Regions from separate parts of the Pan troglodytes genome. Here region 1 is linked to region 2. Evidence: chromatin contacts called from public HiChIP or PLAC-seq data. All regions are on one chromosome and are shown on one strand. Each heading gives the region's core, a stretch centred on a gene start, on an enhancer-like site or on the middle of the called end of the contact. The rest is flanking DNA. Distances are from core to core; before and after follow the strand shown.

Evidence for each region. HiChIP or PLAC-seq counts read pairs in DNA pulled down with a chosen protein or histone mark.
Region 1: an H3K4me3 HiChIP or PLAC-seq map of stem cell-derived excitatory neurons shows a contact between it and region 2, with 6 times the contacts expected there. The contact joins the promoter of EPC2 here to the promoter of ORC4 in region 2. A contact is called at or near these places in 1 of 7 Hi-C or Micro-C datasets (stem cell-derived neural progenitor cells) and 1 of 1 datasets of contacts at active chromatin or transcription factors (stem cell-derived excitatory neurons).

The regions. Positions count from the first base shown.
Region 1 is chr13:50,682,310-50,685,958 of NHGRI_mPanTro3-v2.0_pri, reverse strand. EPC2 (enhancer of polycomb homolog 2) reads right to left here and starts at 2,358. Exons shown (of 14, transcript XM_016949790.3): 1 at 1,917-2,358. The coding sequence starts at 2,069.
Region 2 is chr13:50,055,605-50,059,105 of NHGRI_mPanTro3-v2.0_pri, reverse strand. It overlaps ORC4 (origin recognition complex subunit 4), which reads left to right and starts at 1,556. Exons shown (of 14, transcript XM_054679026.2): 1 at 1,556-1,691. MBD5 (methyl-CpG binding domain protein 5) reads right to left here and starts at 1,595. Exons shown (of 14, transcript XM_054679016.1): 1 at 1,458-1,595.

The DNA of each region.
Region 1 (3,649 bases), core at 1,109-3,608, 630 kb before region 2:
GCTGGAGTGCAGTGGCACGATCTCTGCTCACTGCAACCTCTTTCTCCCGGGTTCAAGCAATTCTTCTGCCTCAGCCTCCCGAGTAGCCGGTATTACAGGCGCGCACCACCAGGCCCGGCTAATTTTTGTATTTTTAGTGGAGACGGAGTTTCACCATATTGGCCAGGCTGGTCTCGAACTCCTGACCTCGTGATCCGCCCACCTCGGCCTTCCAAAGTGCTGGGATTACAGGCGTGACCCACTGCGCCCAGCCTAGAACAGATTTGACTCAAGTTCTAAAATAATAGGATCAAAGTAATTACACACAATACTGGTACTTTTAAGGCCATCTTTCTTCTGGATCAAGACCCACAAAATAGCAAAAATATCCAAAGTTGTGCTTATTAGGGTTCAATGTAATTAACTATTGTATATAATATGATTTTATTTTAATTTTCCTTCCCATGGAAAGCTGAGTCGTTAGAAACAAATTAAAAAAAAAAGTTCTCACATACAAAAAAAAAAGTTCTCACAGCTCTGAACCTTAGGGATAAATGCTGGGTTTTGATTATAAACATATTTATATATATAGGCACACACAAATAGATATGTGTATGTGCGTGTATATACATCTATTACATTATTTGTGTCTGTACACACACAGTTAAGTTCATCCCGATGCTACGGCCATATGCATTTTCTACTGAAAATGTAAGACTTTCAAGTAACTATACATCAAAGAGAAATGTGATTAAATAAGAGCAAAGTAGTAATCACAGGGTAACATAATGAGGTCAGAACTCAACCAGCCAATCGAAGGCATAAAAGCATTTCCTGCAATATTAATAGTCAAAAGAGAAAACCAATCACTGAAACCTCGAGCTTCCTTTTGACAGTCACTGAAGCAAGAGAACCAATCCACACACACCCGAGGTTGACAATAAGGCGGGACTGTAGGTTCATTGAAGAAATTCTTGAGGGTGCAGTTACTATGAACTTCGCACGCAAGTAACACCACTCGAGTCATAAACACTCTCTGTCAAGCCAGATGAAATCCAACCGTCTGCAAAATTTAACCCATCGGAGGAAAAGCAGCAGTTTTCCCAAAAGGTGCTGTATTATCAAAATTACAACTGCCAATTTAGATGCACTAGGTCCTCAACTTCTAAGGACCACCTCGCAATGACAATTCTCGAGGACAACGCTACGCCGGCGGCTCGCTTCGGGGCATCCCCGGCTCCTCTCTAACGTTGCGCACGGAGCACGGCCGTCCCGGCGGAGCAGGCAGAGCCCGTCCGCCCCGCGCCCGGCTCGGGTCGGCTGAACTGGCCGGCGGGCGGCCCTCGGACGCTACGACCCGCTCGGTAGTCGTGGCCCCCGCCCTCCCCCGCCGCAGTGCTGCACCGCCTCATCCCGCTGCACCTTCGCGGGCGGGGGAGCCAGGATGATTACATTACTGGGAGGAAGATGTTTGTTTTGAAAGCACCCTTCCACAGTCATTTCAAAGAGAACTCAATACAAAGCCAAAGTTAAAAGTGGAAAAAATAATAATCTTGCCTAGCCAAATAATACCATGCCATTAATTAGCCCCGCGCCTGGGGGAGGGAGGTGGAAAGGTAAACAGAGACCGTACGCCAAGTGCGGCCAGCGCATCCCCTGCGCCATTCCCGGCCGCCGCTTACGGCAAGGCCCCCTTACGGCAGCGTAAGCAGCGCTGCGAGCTAATCACAACACTGGGACGCAACAACATGGCGGCCGCGGGCGGGCGCTACGCCGGCCGAGAGGGTTTACGCTACTCCGCCGGCGTAGAGTCCCGTGCGTTAGAGCGGCAGCGGCGCCCTCCAGCGAGCGTAAAGCGCTCTGTGAATGGCGAGGCCCGACTGACAAAGGGGAGGGGGGAGGAGGGAAGGGGGGGTAATAAACACTCGAGTCCCTACCGATTCCTCCTCCTTCTCCATCCCGGTGGGCATCTGGGGCACGGCCCGGTTGATGGAGACGCAGTCGTTGAGATCAGGCATGTCCTTGCCGCGGTAGATAGGCAGCGGCTTGGCGGCGTCCAGCGCCCGCGCTCGGAAGGAGAGTTTACTCATTGTCTCCCCGCCTTACAGGAACAGCCCGGGCGGCGGCGGCGGGGCGGGCGGGGAGGGGGGGAGGACTCCCGCCGCCTCCTCCACCTCCTTCCTCAGTGCAGCGCGGCCGGCCCGCTCCTCCTCCTCCTCACTGCCCCCGGCCACAGCATGGGCGCCCACCCCGCCCGAAAACAGCCCCCCGCCGCCCGCGGCCGCTTCCACACACTAGATCCGCCGCTCGCCCGCCCGATCCGCTCCCTGCGCCATGGCCAACATGGCGGACATTACCACAGCGGCGGCGAGCGATCCCGGCAGCCCGCGCGAGAGCGCGCCCCCGTCGCGGGAACGCGCCTCGCCCTCTCCCTCCCTCCCTCCTTCCTCTCCCTTCCCCTCCCTCGCCTGCCCACCCACTCTCTCCGCGGCGCTGCCGGCCCGCGGGAGCGTGCTCGGTCTCGGTCGGCTCCGGGGAGAGGGGGCGGGGGCGGCGCCCCTCCGCTCGCCGGCCGGTGCTTTCGCTGTGTGGCAGGTGCCAGGTGCGCAAGTTCGCCCGCGCCCGGGAGCGTGCGCCTCTCCCTCCGCCGCCCGGTCACCCCTCTCGCTGGGTGTCCCGGAGGAAGGCGCCGGGCAAAGACGGCTGCGCCGAGCAGCGCGTTTGTGCAGAAGTCCGGGAGCGGGAAGGGAAGATGTCGACCCGGACCCCACCAGCCATCACCCAAGCCTGTACTCGGACAGCGCTTATCCCCAAGGCGCCCTGTGCGCAGGCTAATTCGCATCCTCCGAGGCGCACATCCCCGAGAGGTGCAAGAGGTCTCTCCCATCAGTCCCATCAGTCCGTTCGGAGGACTGGACCGCGCTGCTGGTGCCAGCCCTCTTCTACGCCCTCCCCTCCGTACCTGTCCGAAAGAGCTCTCCAAGGTGCAGCAGCGCGTTCATCCTCGCTTTCGCGGGGAGGATGCTCAGGGCAGCAGTGAGGGTTCATGGTTTGAGGCTGCCAGATGCAACAAGTGAACTTAGGTTCCCTGTCACCCAAACTTCGGTACAGCTGTTTAGTGGATGGTAGGTATTTTTCTGAGTTCAAAAATAGTAGCTTTCCTAAAAGTTCAGCTTCTAAAAATTTAGCCAAGACAGCACACATTTGCGAAGTAGCAGTTGTGTGTCAAATGTGGGGTGCTGTGGAAGACTCGAAGAAATCTGAGAAGAGGTTCCTGCCTCAGAGAGCTTTCACCTTAATGGGATGCCAGGATGGCTGGAAAGATGAGTAACACAGACGTAAATAGTTGAAGAAAATGACAGCTGGAAAGATAAGTGACAACCGAAAAAAAAGTGTAAATATTTTAAGAAAACAATACAAGAGATGACACAGGCAGTAAGTAGCACCTGATTAATTACCAAACGAGATCTAGGCAATAATTGTGAGAGTTCAGAGAAAGGAAAAGAGGCATGACTGCAGCCTAAACTGGTTAGAGAAAGTTCTCAAGAGGAGGGAAAATCAAGGTGACTCAAATAAGTACTAGCTGTTGTTGACATCAACCTGGTTTAGCCAAGAGTCTCTTGGTTAGTCTTTAAGCATTACGCATTTCTCACAAAACCGTACAAAGAGA
Region 2 (3,501 bases), core at 307-2,806:
AAATTATGGGATCAGAGATACCAATGCAGTTACAAAAAAAAAAAAAAAAAAAGGGTGTGAGGGAGAGAGAGCGAGAGCGAAAGAGAGTGTGTGTATATGCATGTGTGCATCCATCTTCAAGGAAAGAATAAAGAAATGTATATATGAAACAAAATAACACTTTCCAATATAAGCCCTAGTAAAAGGCCTACATCAGAAACATACTTTCTAACATTTGTGAAATAAAATACAGCACTGAATTTTAAAGCTATGCACTAAGAACATATTATACAAAAATGAAGTGATTTTTATCAATATTGTTATTCCATAAACTTAAATCTGGATTTACCTTTCAATTTATAGCTAACTGATATTAATATACTAACTATAAGTTCATGATTTCTTTGACTCATGAAAACATATTTTAGAAATTTGTGTACTTTTACATACAGTGGGCAATTTGGTTCAGAACCCCAAGAGAAATTGAGATGAAAAACTCATCTCAATTTACAACAGTAAATAAATAATTCAGCTAAAACTGAAAGTGGTACCAATCCAGCAAACTATTGATGGAGAGGTTTGGCCTTCCATGCAGCCAGAACAACATAAAGTTTTCAATGGGGATTACTTGTTCAGACAAGTTACAAAGATTACAAATATACCCAGATTAATTATAAAATAGCTAATATTCTCATCATATGGAAAATAAGTATCAGGAACGTATGTGGGAACAGACAATAGCAGTGGCATTTAAACTTTAAGCATTTTAGAGCTTTGGACTTTATATACTGATATATGAAACAGACATTTAACCCAAAAAAAAAGCAATAATGCAAGTCAAAACCTAACCAAAGGCCTCTACCAACTAAAAATTTGAAATTTTCCATGGAAGTCAGACAAAACGAAAAAATGGAAAATGAAACCCTTAAAGCAAAAACCAATCAAGTCTTCCAACACTGAAGTCAATATCCAAATCTCATACAGGACCAAAAAGGGGAAAACACTCAGGTCTACAAATGGATAAGCAGTTCCAATACAATCCAGATCCCGACATTTTCCCACTCAGAAACAAATGCAGTGGAGCTTTTCCCGGAGAAAAAGAGCTCTCCAATGAATTTTTTTTAAGTGACATCTAGAAAGTGTGCCTCTTTCTGTCTCTTTCCCTGGCGCCTCATTGGAGGAAGGAGGGGGTTGTTTTTGTATTCTCCCCCACTGGAGCAAGACACAATCAGATGTTAGATGGAGGAGAGAAACCACTTTTGACAACAGCAAATAAAAATAAAAGTGCCCTTCCTCCCCTGACAGGATGGGCACCCCACCTCACACACCCCTCCCTACTCCAACCCCTCCTTCACCCCCCCAGCACCACCCCCTCCTCACCCCGGAGCTCCACTGCGTATGTGGTTTGGTGCTACTGTTGCCCCGGAGTGAAAGTCAGAGCCAGAGGAAGGCAATGAAGCCCCCACAGACACACTTACCTTTCCTGCCCCCCACTTTTGAGTGCCTTCCCTGGAGCTGTGGAGGATGACACAAAGGGTAATAAAGGGGGGGAGTGGAGGAGGAGGAGGCGAAGGAGGAGGAGGAGAGCTGGGGAAGTGGCTGCTCCTGGGTGTAGTGAGATGTCTCCAGCCAGGGCCAAGCAGCAGCAGTAGCAGCAGCAGCAGTAGCAGCAGCAGCAACAGCAGCAGCAGCAGCAACAGCAGCAGCAAAGGGTCTGTGTTGCTAAGAGGCTTTTGGTTTCTTTCTCTCCTCCTCTCACGGCCAAAGAGGAGGAGGGTGGAGGGGGCTCGGGAGGGAGGCGAGTTGGAGGGGTGAGGGGGTAGGAGTCGTGGATGGGGGTTTTCGAAGAAGAAGAAACTCCTTCTCCTCTCTCAGGCTCAATCCCCCTCTCAGGGCTCAGGGCTGGAAGGTGGGGGAAGGAACTCAGCCGCCTTCCCCCCACCCCCCTGAATTCAAGGTTGAAGTGGGGTAGAATTAGTGTCCTGTCCCTTTAAAAATAGAAATAAAAGGTGCCCCCCCTCTGCCACTGCCTCTCTCTTCATCATCAGCTGCTGCTGCTGCTGGGGTCTCTCTGCTTGGGGGGGAGGGGGGGTTCGGGTAGAAGAGACGGGAGGCACTCACTGCGCATGTCCCTCTCTGACGGGTGGCTGGTTGGTTGAAGGCAGGAGGAGGGGGAGGGGAGGAAATGAGCTATTTTCCCAGAAGGCGTCGAGGCGCTAGCGACCCGGAAGACATTGTAGCGGGAGGTACAGGAGCGGGGGCGGGGAGGAGGAGGAAGTCGCTACGCTTTTAACACCCCCAGCTCCCTCCTCCTTCCTAAGGGAAAGTGGAGGAACGGAAGTGGGCGTGGACGGAGACGAAAGGAGGTCACGTGTTTGGGCGGGAGAGGGGCGGGGTGGGAGAGGTAGTGCGTGCGCGGGGCATGCCGGGAGTGGTTGTGTACGGTCCGCAGCGGCCCGTGAAGCCTAGCAGAGGACGCGGCCAGGCGATTCGGTGAAGCGATTCCTGCAGGCGTTGGTTCCCCTCTTTGTCCTGGTAAATGCAGGCTTTTATGCGAGAGGTAATGGTGGGGGTAAACTTGCTGCAAACGAAGGCCAGGGGCGTCGGTGGCGCAAGGTGAATCGAAAGTGGGAGGATGGAAGGCTGTGGAGATTGGGAATTGGGAAGGGGGCAGACTTGTATAGGCCGGGAAGGCCAGGACCAGGCGAGCTCCGTCTTGTGGCCACTCCCGCCCCGTGAGCTTGCCGACGAATCCTTGACAAGTGCAGGGAGTCCTGAGACTACCTCTGCATCGGGGTAGTAGGTGAGGAGCGTGACGGTCCGAGTGTAAGAGAGAAGGGAACTGTGAAGCCTCAGCAATTGACCCTCATGACTGCAGGACGGAGGACTTCTGTCTAGGGACAGAGACAAGTCCTCTGTATGCATTTTGACCAGATGCATCACACGCGTTGCTCATATTGGATATTGCGCCCTTCATGCCTTACCTCTCAACCCTCTCTGGTATTCTGGAGTGGCTTTGGGGAAGGAGCAGGCAGGGAAGTCTTGAGTGGAGCTTCCCTCCATGTCTTGCGTTGTTGCTACAACACAAAGCCTTTGCTTTTTCTCGGAGAGGGATGTGGGATTGTGTAGTCCTTAATGTTGATGAGGGAGAAGGGACGTGATCAAAGTTTCCCCTTATAGTGTAGATGAGAGTTTTAAAAGGACTGTTTTGTCAAGTTTCTTTGGTTACTATTCTTAGTTTTTGAGCCTTTGGTTTCCCAAATGCCAGCTGTTTTTGCTGAAAATAATGAATTTCTATCATAAAATTAGAATTAACTCAAAATATTTAAGAAAGGATTTATAAATTTACATTAGTAAAGCTTTTATAGTGAAACAGTACTGGTTCTTTTTCATTGTTTTCATACAATCAATATAAAGCATCACAGTCTCAATATGTTTTGTAAAGATATTTTGAAGGAATATCATCTTTGTATGTTTTTTAAAAACCAAGAATCTAAAATTCTTCGTATTTATTATGTTGTT